Linked DNA regions of Mus musculus: all the other regions are linked to region 2. Evidence: chromatin contacts called from public Hi-C data. All regions are on one chromosome and are shown on one strand. Each heading gives the region's core, a stretch centred on a gene start, on an enhancer-like site or on the middle of the called end of the contact. The rest is flanking DNA. Distances are from core to core; before and after follow the strand shown. Region 1 overlaps Fars2 (phenylalanine-tRNA synthetase 2 (mitochondrial)). Region 2 overlaps Lyrm4 (LYR motif containing 4). Region 3 overlaps Fars2 (phenylalanine-tRNA synthetase 2 (mitochondrial)).

The links. A called contact is a pair of places that touch in the nucleus more often than the background predicts.
Region 1: a contact with region 2 is called in a Hi-C map of cerebral cortex, with 2.2 times the contacts expected there. The contact joins two enhancer-like sites. A contact is called at or near these places in 4 of 484 Hi-C or Micro-C datasets (bone marrow-derived macrophages, cerebral cortex and cortical neurons) and 2 of 115 datasets of contacts at active chromatin or transcription factors (embryonic stem cells and extraembryonic endoderm stem cells).
Region 3: a Hi-C map of cerebral cortex shows a contact between it and region 2, with 3 times the contacts expected there. The contact joins two enhancer-like sites. A contact is called at or near these places in 1 of 484 Hi-C or Micro-C datasets (cerebral cortex) and 1 of 9 other capture datasets (embryonic stem cells).

Annotation. Positions count from the first base shown.
Region 1 is chr13:36,504,242-36,507,783 of GRCm38.p6, reverse strand. All of the region lies in intron 6 of Fars2 (phenylalanine-tRNA synthetase 2 (mitochondrial)), which reads right to left. Among named protein-coding and RNA genes, the nearest start is that of Gm46409, 110 kb to the left of the region's middle. Within about 2 kb of position 1,758, at least 20 of the 459 cell types and tissues checked have an H3K27ac peak or open chromatin away from gene starts, as enhancers often do. A contact at or near this core is called in cerebral cortex and cortical neurons, where this site is marked.
Region 2 is chr13:36,017,768-36,021,506 of GRCm38.p6, reverse strand. The region is part of intron 2 of Lyrm4 (LYR motif containing 4); the gene reads left to right. Among named protein-coding and RNA genes, the nearest start is that of Ppp1r3g, 52 kb to the right of the region's middle. Within about 2 kb of position 1,771, at least 43 of the 459 cell types and tissues checked have an H3K27ac peak or open chromatin away from gene starts, as enhancers often do. A contact at or near this core is called in cerebral cortex and cortical neurons, where this site is marked.
Region 3 is chr13:36,366,387-36,370,113 of GRCm38.p6, reverse strand. The region is part of intron 5 of Fars2 (phenylalanine-tRNA synthetase 2 (mitochondrial)); the gene reads right to left. Among named protein-coding and RNA genes, the nearest start is that of Gm40912, 160 kb to the right of the region's middle. Within about 2 kb of position 1,658, at least 39 of the 459 cell types and tissues checked have an H3K27ac peak or open chromatin away from gene starts, as enhancers often do. A contact at or near this core is called in cerebral cortex, where this site is marked.

The sequences.
Region 1 (3,542 bases), core at 509-3,008, 490 kb before region 2:
TTCCTAAAGAAAGAATCTTATACTTGCCCCCATTCAAACACATACACATATTGAAGGCCACTGGTTGGCCACTGGACAAAAGCACAAATTCTCCCAACAGTGCTGACTCCAGTTTGCCAACAGAAATGTGGGTATTTGCTTTGTTTCTATGTTTAAGAGTTCCTTTAAGATTGATTTTCTATTATAAAGTAACTACTATGGGATAAGATGTTTGCCTGCTTGAACAATGCTCCTTGCTTCTCTTTCCTTGGCTGTAATACTCTTAAACACATCTTCCTCTTTGCAGACACTGAGAAATGCAGGGGGCATGAAGGGGAGCGAAGTAGTGGTGAGTCCGTAGGCAGGTAGAAGAAAGCAAGCAGCTAACCAAACTAAGAAAAATATTCCCACAGAGGGGAAAAAAAAGGGGGAAGCTTTGTACTGAAGCAAAAACATTTGACCATCAAAATTCTCATCCAAGCCAGAGTCTTGAAGGCACCAAGTGCCATGGGGGAAATAAAACAGTTGACAACCTAGTAGAACTCTTATCCCATCAGAATGTCTACACCTCCTCTTACTTTCATTCCTTAGACATTGTTGTTTTGTACAAACTATGTTTAGAATGAGCGGGATAAGCAATCTGGGAAGAGCTGCAGTACAGGAAGAAGGTGACGAAATAGAGGATGGGAAGGAAAACGAGGAGGAAATAAAGGCAGAGCCTTGGGGAGAGTGACTTGCATGTCAAATTGGATCCACGGGAAGGAGACACCAACACATGTCCAAGGAGCCCACTGCGCACGAGCATTCTTGTAACAAATGCTAGGACATGATTTAGGAAGCAGCAAACCTAGTGAGATATTTTTCCCCCTGAGGAAACTTGGGGGATAATACTGGCTGCAGGTATGCATTAGTCCTGAAAGACTTGGGACTGTGTTTCCCAAAGCCAATATATACAGACTCTTTCTGTCTGGAGCAGAATAAACAGAGGCTATCGTAGTCGAGTTTACCTAGAATAGAGCCCAGGAGCCTGATGAACTTGGGGACTCTTGACACCTAGAGAGAAGTCGTCTGGAGCAAGCAGACAAGGAAGCTGTGGTAGAGACCCTGGATGCTAGTGGATAGTCACAAATGCTCCTGAGCTAAGCCTTGATGCTAGAGATGTTCCTAGCTGTTTGGAATGAATCAGGAGGAGACACAGACACGAGGAGAATGTGCAGAAGGCTGAGGGGAGGTGGTGCACAACAGCTCCGACTAGTGCATCAGTGCTGACTATTCCATCACACACGGAGCCCACATCCCCCAAGGCAGCATGGAGCAACTCCGCTCACTTGGAAGGCAGCCCAGGGCAAGTGGAAGAGGGAAGTTGGAAGAGAGTCTGTGAACCCTGGTCATGGCAGAGAGGAGTGAATGAACCAAGTATCGTGGGATGAGGATGTTCTCAGAGGATGGAGCAAGTGCTTGCATATCCAGGGGGTTGGATCTGTTTTTCACTTTGGACTACAGGCTCTAGGTGCTTTTAAACCTTGTGTTAAATTTGGCTTTGGTATCTGATCTTGGTAAGGTTTATTTTTCTAAGCCTTAATCATTGCTCTTGCCAACTGGCATGAATGAGAATATCTATTTATAGAGATACTGAGACCATCAAATCAAATGAGGGAAGGCACACATTTAACAGAGGGTTGGGACTAGGAATTTGAGGAGAGGGACAGAGGGTGTCCAGCCATCCGTCATGGGAAAATGCTGTTTGAACAGGCAGCAGGAAGGATTCTTGTTTGATACATGACACATCTTGAAGAGATTTCAAGGGAATTATGCAGTGTAGAAAACCCACTGGGAGAGTCACATGGGGTACGATGACATGCACATAAGACAACAGTTACAGAGATAGAAAGTAGTAGTGGGTACAGACTCGGTACAATGAGAGAAGGAGGGTGGGAGTAACCATCTGATGGAACGCCTTGGTGCCCAACATGTATGCTGTGGAGAATCAGGGCCAGGAGCCATTGGTTGTTAAATACTTTGAACTTAACTTCTCATCTTATACGCTTTCGTTTTGCATCTAGGACATGAAAACAACAATGTACCAATTGTTCATGGAAGTTTTCTTTTGGGATCCCTGAAGCTTTGACTTTTTTCTTCTAAATGTAGGGTCTGTGATAAGTATTTTGGATCTAACTGTTGGAAAGGAATCTGACTAGCTTCGTGACTTGTAACCAGCTCTTCTTGCTGTTACCATATGGTGTTTCCTTTAATAAAAACATTTTGCAGAAATAATGATAAAAAAATTACTTTAAACTTGTATAAAAGTTTGAGGTTTCTGCTGATAAAAGCACCCCTTTAATCATGTAGATAGCTGTGTATCTGGAAAACTGGAAAACAACCTCTGCTCTCTTGGCTACTTTGACACAATCAGCATTCACTCGTGTGTCTGCCATTCATCTTTGGTAGTGTTTTGACTCTCGTTCACTGACCTCACTATAGACTGCAATATGTAAGCTCAGAGCTCCTGCACTGCTCAGGATCCCACTTTGATGGCTTTCAGTAGCATGAAACCCCAGTTCTACAACAGCCTTGGCACGCCGAGCCATTTCTCATCAGTTCAAACAATACAGAATCAAAACTGACCCAGCTTAAACCCAGATAAACAAAACAAACAAACAAACAAACAAACAACACAAAACAAACAGCCTGGAGGTGTACAGACCAAAGATGTTCATGTTGTGATGGGGGATCTAGGTGCTTTCCTCTTTCCCTTCAGTAGTTCTGATCATGCACGTATGGTCCCCATTGTGTGACAGAAGGCCACAGAGCCACAAATCAGCACTGCACAGATAAGAGATGGGGCTGCACGGAAAAGGTCACAGGGGCCAGACAGGTCAAAAGCCTCTAGGGCTGGGGCTCCCAACCTTACTAATGCTGTGACTTCTGATATGGGTAATGGTGGGGGAACCGCATGTTTCTCCAACCATAAAATTACTGTTGTTGCCATGTCATATCTGTAATTTTGCTACTGTAAAGAATAATAAGATAAATTTCTGACATGAAGGATGATCTTAGGTGATCCCTGTGAAAGGATTATTTGACCCCAAATGGGCCACGACCTACAAGTTGAGAGCCACTGCCCTAGGAATCTTACAGAAAGTTCTGCTCATTCTCCTTAGCCAAAACTGAGTCTCCAGACTACATCTAGGATGAAGGAAAGGAAGAGATGGATGAAGTTAAGTCAGTCAACTGATAATATCCTGATTTAACCTACTCCAAAAGGGAAACAGGTGGGCTCCCTTGCATCCCTGTGTAATGTGACGTTTGAAGATACTTTCTCATTTGTTCCCTATTGCCCTTTAGGAATGCTTGGCATGATGTTCTGAGTTTATATGAGGTCTTGGCTGCGTTGGTTTGCCTCTGTGGGAAGCAATCATGTGGACTCCCTTTATGCCCCCTCAACTATGTTGCTGATGCCTGGATAGGATGATGTTTCATTTCATTCCTTTCCTGGCAGATGAGTGTGTGGCGACAGAGTATGTTTAAGTCACTGTCTTCACCTATCGTCCTCGAAGTCAGTA
Region 2 (3,739 bases), core at 522-3,021:
CTGATAAAAATGAAGAGCACAGTGTCTCTTTTAGAGGATTTTTGCATGATAAATACTATACCTGGCACAGGCTATGTTTCCAGTAAAGTCTAACCCTAAGGACAGGACATAATCAAGGCAGCCTCAGCAGTGTCTGGCATTTGCTTACTAGGACTGAAGAGGGCGAGGATGCTACCACTGTGCCATTAAACTAGCAAGCAGTAAGTGATACAGGCGTGTGTGAGACGTCCTATGCTCTAGCCCAGGGAGGTGGGTAGAATACAGTGTTGGAAACACATACGCAGTAAGAGGGAATTAAAATATTTCAGTCACTGAAGTGATAATACAAAATGTATATGTTAGAGAGATTACGGTACCAAGAAAATGTAATTGTAGAGAGTTGATAATGGAGGCATAATTTCCAGGTAGAGGACCAGCCAGAGCTCTGAGTGCTGGCGGAAGGGATGATGGCCAAGGAAAGGGTGGGGGTAGGGATCATGTACATGCTGATTACGTCAGAGGTCAAGAGGGAGCTCGGGTCAGGCAGTCAATACCATGAGAGCATTGGTAATGAAGCCATGGGGATAAATGAGACCATAGCTAGTCTCATTTATTTTTATGATTATTAATAAATAATATTTAGTAAAGGCATTGGTGAGTTTCTGGTGTTCTGTAGCATTTCCTATTAGTATGCATAAGGAATGTTGGCATGAAATGAATTTTCTGCTCCTTCACAGCAATCTCTCCTGTGATTTCTTCCCCCACCTATTGCTTTTCCTGTAGATGAAGCTTTTTTTAAAAACTCTGTGGACAAGAAAGTGTTCGCTGTCACTGAGAAATACCACGGCTATCACCCTCCCTGTCACAGTGATGAAGAGCACTGGCAGGAATTAGGAAGACTCTGGGTCTTAGTTCTCACCGTTTCAGTTCTGACTCCTTGGTATATCCATGGTATATGCCATGGAATATCAAGGCATTTCATAGTCCTCAGCTTCCTCTTCTACAAAATGAGGCTAACGGGGTCGACTGTGTAGAACAGCTGTACAACCCACCTGCAGTGATGCAGTAAGAATGGTTGGCGTTCACCTGGCCTACAGAAAATGGTCAGATGTGAGCTCTTAACACTGATAGCGATAACTGCATTGTCTTTCCTCTGTGTGTGTGTGTGTGTATGTGTGTGTAATGAAATGTCATGTAAATGAAAAGCGCTTAACTATCAGTTAGCCACATGTTTGAAATAGCAGGTTGGTGTTTCCCACAGGGATGTACCTGGTCTGCCCTGATTATAGATGCTGTCTCCCTGCCAGAAAAGAGAGCCTGACTTTCTGCCTCTCGTTGTTCTAAATAAGACATTTTCCTTCTCTGGGAGCCTTTCCCTGGAGCTGAGGCACGGCATTGGCCTTGTGGCCTGCACTAGCACTGTGACCACCACACAATCACATCATGCCAGGCACCAGGCTGACTGGTACACACCAGCGCCCAGGCAGATCCCTGCTCCTGCATTTACATAGCTCTAACTCTGTTGTTTGGAACAATTCGATTTCCCAGCTCCTGTGGCTGTGGGTAGCTGGGGTTCTCTGGAAAAGATGGAGAAAATCATGAAGTAGTTTATTTGGCATGAGTCTCCAAAACATAACCACTTTTCCTTGTGGAAACTGAGTCAGGCATTTCCTCTCCCAAGGCTAGGGTGTGACGTGTGCTGAGAAGGAAACAACCGGCTATGCCTCAAGGAAATGCCTGACAGGCATTTGCTTTCCTCGCACGTCCTCCCTCAGTGGGTAAGCTGCTCTGAGGATGCGGTCACATCAAATCTCTCTCCCTGCTCTAAGCATTTCTTTTTCTGGGGTGTGGAGCAGCTCTTCAGGGAAGAAAAGCAATTTGATGTCAGGGGCTCCTTTGAGCCTTGGGAATTAGGCCTCAGAACCTTGGAATTGGAGCTCAGCTGCTGCTAGAAAATACACTGTGAATGTTTTATTCAGTAATGCATATATAACATTGAGCAGAATCCAAATACATAAATCACTTATACAATAGCTGTTAAGAGCTACCTGCCAGCATTTCAGAACGCACTGCTGGACTCACTTCCAAGGTCCTTTACTGCCATCTGCTGGCCAAAAGTTTGTTTTATGTTGGTGAATTCTTTAGTAATTCTTCATAAATCAGGATTTTCTGAGGCAAAAATTTCCCCCAATAAATGGACAACTGCCTTGTTTTTTGTTTTTTAAGATTGCAGACACCATAGCACTCTAGAAGTATGACAGAGGCAGTTTCTCCTTTCTGGCTTGATTCTCACTGTGTGCTTTTCTGAGCCGCCTAGACCAAGGCCCCATCAGCCTGCATCTCAAGATCAAAGCTATGCTCAAAGTATCTTTAAAATGGGTCCTGCTGTTGTTACAGTCAGCCTTTCAATAATGTTGGCCTACTACCACCAATATATTACATCAATGAGATCAGAATCCTGAACATCACCAGCAAAACCTACTTAAACCAGCCCCCAAAAGTCTGCTTGAAGTGTAAGTTCTAGACCCTTCAGTGTAGGCACTGAAGGCCTTAGTGCACTAACAGATGTCTTTTGAGTCTCTTGAAGTCTGTCAGTGTGAACATGAAGTGGGAACATGCTGGTCTTTTCTGCCCTGAAACAATGCGTGGGGCATCTCAGCTCCTTGGAGGTCCATGAAATGCTGAGCAGGAAATACCTAGAATGAGTAGACCATGGTGAACCATGCAGAACAGGATCAGGGGGTGCTGTAGAAGATAGCACTGACCTGCAGACTGTGAGATATGGGGGCTGGGGAGGGCAAGATGCCTAGGGACTCTATAGTGAATAAAGACTGTGTAAAACAGAAGATGACTGAACTGCTATTGTGTAGTATACCCTTAAAATCTGGGTGTGGCTATAGTCCCAAAGAGGTGTAACACTATCTTTTGATACAAAGAATGTTATTTTTCAAATTTAAAGGAGAAAACGTTTAAACGTGGCTTTTTATTTTCTCCATAAACAGTTGAAGAAAGTGTGGAATGGAAGAGTAGTAGAAGTTAAAATAACAAATGTAAGGTAGACTCTTATCTCAAGGATCGTGAATACCCATTATTGTTGTATAATAAACAACCTGTCTGATGGTGGATTGCAGTAAGAATCTTCATTTTATACCATACTCTACTTCTCCAGGTCAGAAATCCAAACATGGCTGAAATACAAATACAATGATCAGGGACCCAAAAGCTGAGCCCCAAGTCCTCTTATTCAATTGTCAGACAACTGGTGCTGGCTGGCAGCTGGGGGCCAGGCCAGGGATTTCAGCCAGACCACAAGTGGGAGCTCTCCCTGTAGCCTGGGATTCCTCATAGCATGGCAGCTTCCCAGGTCTAGAATTCTAAGAATGAGCCAGGCAGAAGTCACATTACTTCTAGTGCCGTGCAATATTTCTTCTGCTGTCGTTGGGGTGTAAGGGTCAGAGTCACAGAACCTTCCAGGCACAGTAATAGTGTCTCCATGAAGATTTAAGTCACACTGGAAGAGGGACATTCAGGGCACAAGTCTGTCCTTGGAAACAACCACCGACAAGGTTTGTTTTGCACATTACTGTAGGTTCCTTGCACACACAGATAACCTCACAGAATATGCCAGAGGCCCTTGGTGGCCTCAAACCCATTTTCAGTGGGTGATTGGTTGGGCCAGTGGGCCAGCTTTTGTTCCAAATCCCCCTCCAGTTTGCAGTCAGACAAGGTCCAAGGCTCTGTTGGTCTGACCTTCTTCATC
Region 3 (3,727 bases), core at 409-2,908, 350 kb before region 2:
AATAAAGAGGCAAGGCAGAAAATGAGTGAATGAATGAACAAATAAACAACAAGTGAATGAAGCAATGCCAACTGGCTCAGTCCTGGACGAGCTCTTATACCTGCCCAAGGCATAAAGCCGTAATCCACATTTGAACTGTTTGCACATTAACTTCCCATATCTGTTCTTTCCTTTCTGCTTTAACCCTTGCAGTTTAGGAAAGCTTAAAATTTGCTTTTATCAGTATTTATCAAATACAAAATTAATATCCAAAATATATCAGTAACTATATAAAAGTAACAAAGCGACATGACTCAATTTAAAAATTAGGCAAAGGACTCAAATAAACATTCTCCAAAGGAAGCCTATGAATTTCCAACAGTACTTGAAAGGATGTTTAATGCTAACGATGGAGGCAATGAGAAGTCACCTGCCATCTCCTAGGATGGCTATGACGATGCAGAAAAAGGGAAAGTTGTTTGCTGGGTGGGACTGAAACTGGGACAGTCAATGTGAAACCAGTGGAGAGGGGCCTCAAGCCGGATAGAGAACTAGCTTAAGCTCCCGCCACGCCAGGTCTGTGCATACGTGCAAATCAGCTCTGGAAGAGCTCTGGACTCTCGTGTTCGTTATTACAGTACTACTACAGCAGCCAAGTCATAATAACAATCCAAGTGCCATCAGTGAACGATAAATAAGGAGAATGCAGAGCGCACGTGCACACACACAAAACTTCTCAACAGTGTTGAATAAAAATTTGTGGTAATTATTACAGTAAAAACAGCATAGTTTATGCCTTAAACTCATATATTTGTACTTCAGCTAAAAATTTCTAAATAAAAACAATACAAAAATAGATTTAGAGAAGGCTTTTTATCCATGCACAAAGAAACAGTCACCTCAGACAATTCTTTTTTTGAACAGTCATTGCTTCAGGTCTCTGGAACTAGGTTGTGGTATGACAGAATATAGGATGAAGAATATTACAGTAATAAAAATAAGGCATTTTTCTTCCCTGGGCTGCTCCTGTCATTTAGTTTCTGCATATCCTAATTCATATTCTGAGCAGAAAAGGAGCTGAGAAGCGGTGTTTTATTAACCCATCGCAGCTCCCCACTCTCAGCACAGAGCTAAGTTTCTAATTATGCATCTCACAGAGAAGCATCCCTGACGGCTCTGCATGCACAGGATGCATAATGTAGCTTTTGTTTTCAGAGATTTATGTCAAAGACCTCTTCATTAAATGCTGTGGGAGGGCAGATGCAAGTCTAGGTTAAAACAAAACCCAACATGCTGATAAAATAGTCATCTAGGAACTACACCAGTGAGAGCTCCTAAAGTGGTCCTTCTCCAAAGGCTGCGAGACACACACAGACACATGCACACACACACACACACACACACACAGACACACACAGACACACACATGCACACACACACACACACACACACACACAGACACACACAGACACACACATGCACGCACACACACACACACACACACACAGACACACACAGACACACACATGCACACACACACACACACACACACACAGACACACACAGACACACACATGCACACACACACACACACACACACACACACACACACACACAGGAAGACTGTTGGAACTGGTCGGTGTGGTTTATGAGGAAGCTCAACCAAGACTCTGTTGGTTACTCATTCAGTTTGAAGGTGGGTCCAGGGAAATGCAGCTGCTGTAAAGTGATGAGGTGCCTGTCAAGACTTTGCTGAATTCTGCAGCATCTGTCTTGCAGCTTAGATGAGTCTGCAGCAAGAGGATGAGGGAGAGTGGAATTCTGGTCAAAGAATGGCATCTAGAGCCAAGGGCAGGCCTGCCTCCAAGCTGCAGTGACATCTGGTGAGGAGGAAGTTGGCCTGACATGCTAGGGAAGATCAGAACAGAAACATCTAAAATTTTGCAGGATCTCTCCCTCCCTCCCTCTCTCAACTGTAATACAGGCCCCTCAAAGAAACAGCCACTTGCTTGATTCCAGGCTGATACTGCCAGCAGGACTGCAGACCAGAGGAGCAGAATTCCACCATGGCTGTGCCTGTGGCACTGGACCTGCTATGTTCCTGGTTTTGGACTCAGTTTCCTCTTCTGTAAAATGGGGCTATTAATACTTCAGTATCTAGGCAACAGGCTTTTTATGTAACATCCTTACAACAGAGCTTGAAAGTAGGTCATGAAGATCTGCTAAACAATAACTCTAGCAGGCAGGTGACTCATACCTTTTTTTTTGCAGGCACTAGAAAGGCACAGAGGCAGATGGAGTTCTCTAGGTTCTAGGCCAGCTTGGTTTACATAGCAAGTTCCAGGACAGTGAGGGTTACAGAGTGAGTATCTGTTTCAAGAACAATAGCAAACAATTCTATTTGTAAGTAGAGAGGAAATGATATTGTTTTTGTTACTAGACAATGAGTTTATTAATAATTTGAACACATCCATGCATCTCTGGAAGATATTTATGATGCCATGTAAATGAAATTATCTAGAAGTGGCATTACATTCATTAATTTTATAGCTAAAGAAACTGAGGCACAGTTAAGTATGAATGATTCTTCTCCAAATCTTGCAAAAACTGCTCAACTGGCTGTGAGCAGAACAGATACTCAGTGAACACTGGTGGCCTGAGACCTATCTGTGCATGTAACAGACAGAAACATCTATTACGTTCTAATTTCTTAATTTTACAGAGGGTAAGCAAGAACGGGGCTATGCTTGGTACCTGGAACCATTCTGTGTGCACAGTACTCTTTAAGCAAAGGAACAGTCATCCACTGGTGATATATTTGTGATATACAATGGTGATATACAGTGAGTGGCTGTAATGATGACCAAATGAGGGTTGAAATCAAAGACATGGAAGCACAGTTACTTCTTAATGCCCCTCATGTGTTGACCAAACAATCACAGGCAGTTCCCCAAATGGCTCTCAGTGAGTGCTGCCTGAATGTACTCTGTTGTCAAAGACAAGTAAGCATGGTCCATCACAGTGTCCGCAATGCTGAACTCAGTTATTCTAGAGTGCAATGATTCTAGAAAGTTCATTAGTCTTTGTCTCTGACTTTCAACTAATGTAAAAACAACAACAAAAACAACCCCCCCAAACAAAACAAAACAACAAAAAATCAAAACTATCACAATTGTTTTTTCTTTTTAAACACTGAAAGGCCATTTTGTTTATCTGGTGAAATATGATCAAAAGTTACCCAGTTGTTGAGGGGCACACACAGAAACTTAGTTGTCCAATGGCAAAGGCTCTGCCATGAATTGTCAGACAGGACTGAATGAAATTGCTGGTTAGTGACTGCTCCCAGATGCCTCCAGAGCTATTTGTCAGGTTCTACCTGATGGTTGTATAACTCTGGACAAATTTCTACATTCTCTAAATATCAATTTTGCCATGTGTAAAACGTGCACTCAGTGCTTATTCTATGGCACAGTGGTAAAAACCATTCGTAAGCACCTGGCAAGCACTTGGCAGCTGCTGTGGGTGCTTGCATGCTTTATAAAGGTTAGTGGTTACTCACAGGAAGGGAGCTGGCATCTGGTTCTGAGGCTGAGCTAAATGCCTGAGTGGGGTGTCTCACTCAGGATCACTTTCAGACCCACAGGAGAAACAGCCTCCTGCACAGGCCCTGCTGTGCACAGGCGGAAGGCGCACACTTGGCCCCGACAGCAGTTTCAGCAAAGCAGCTGTTGGCTGTGCAGGAACCCAG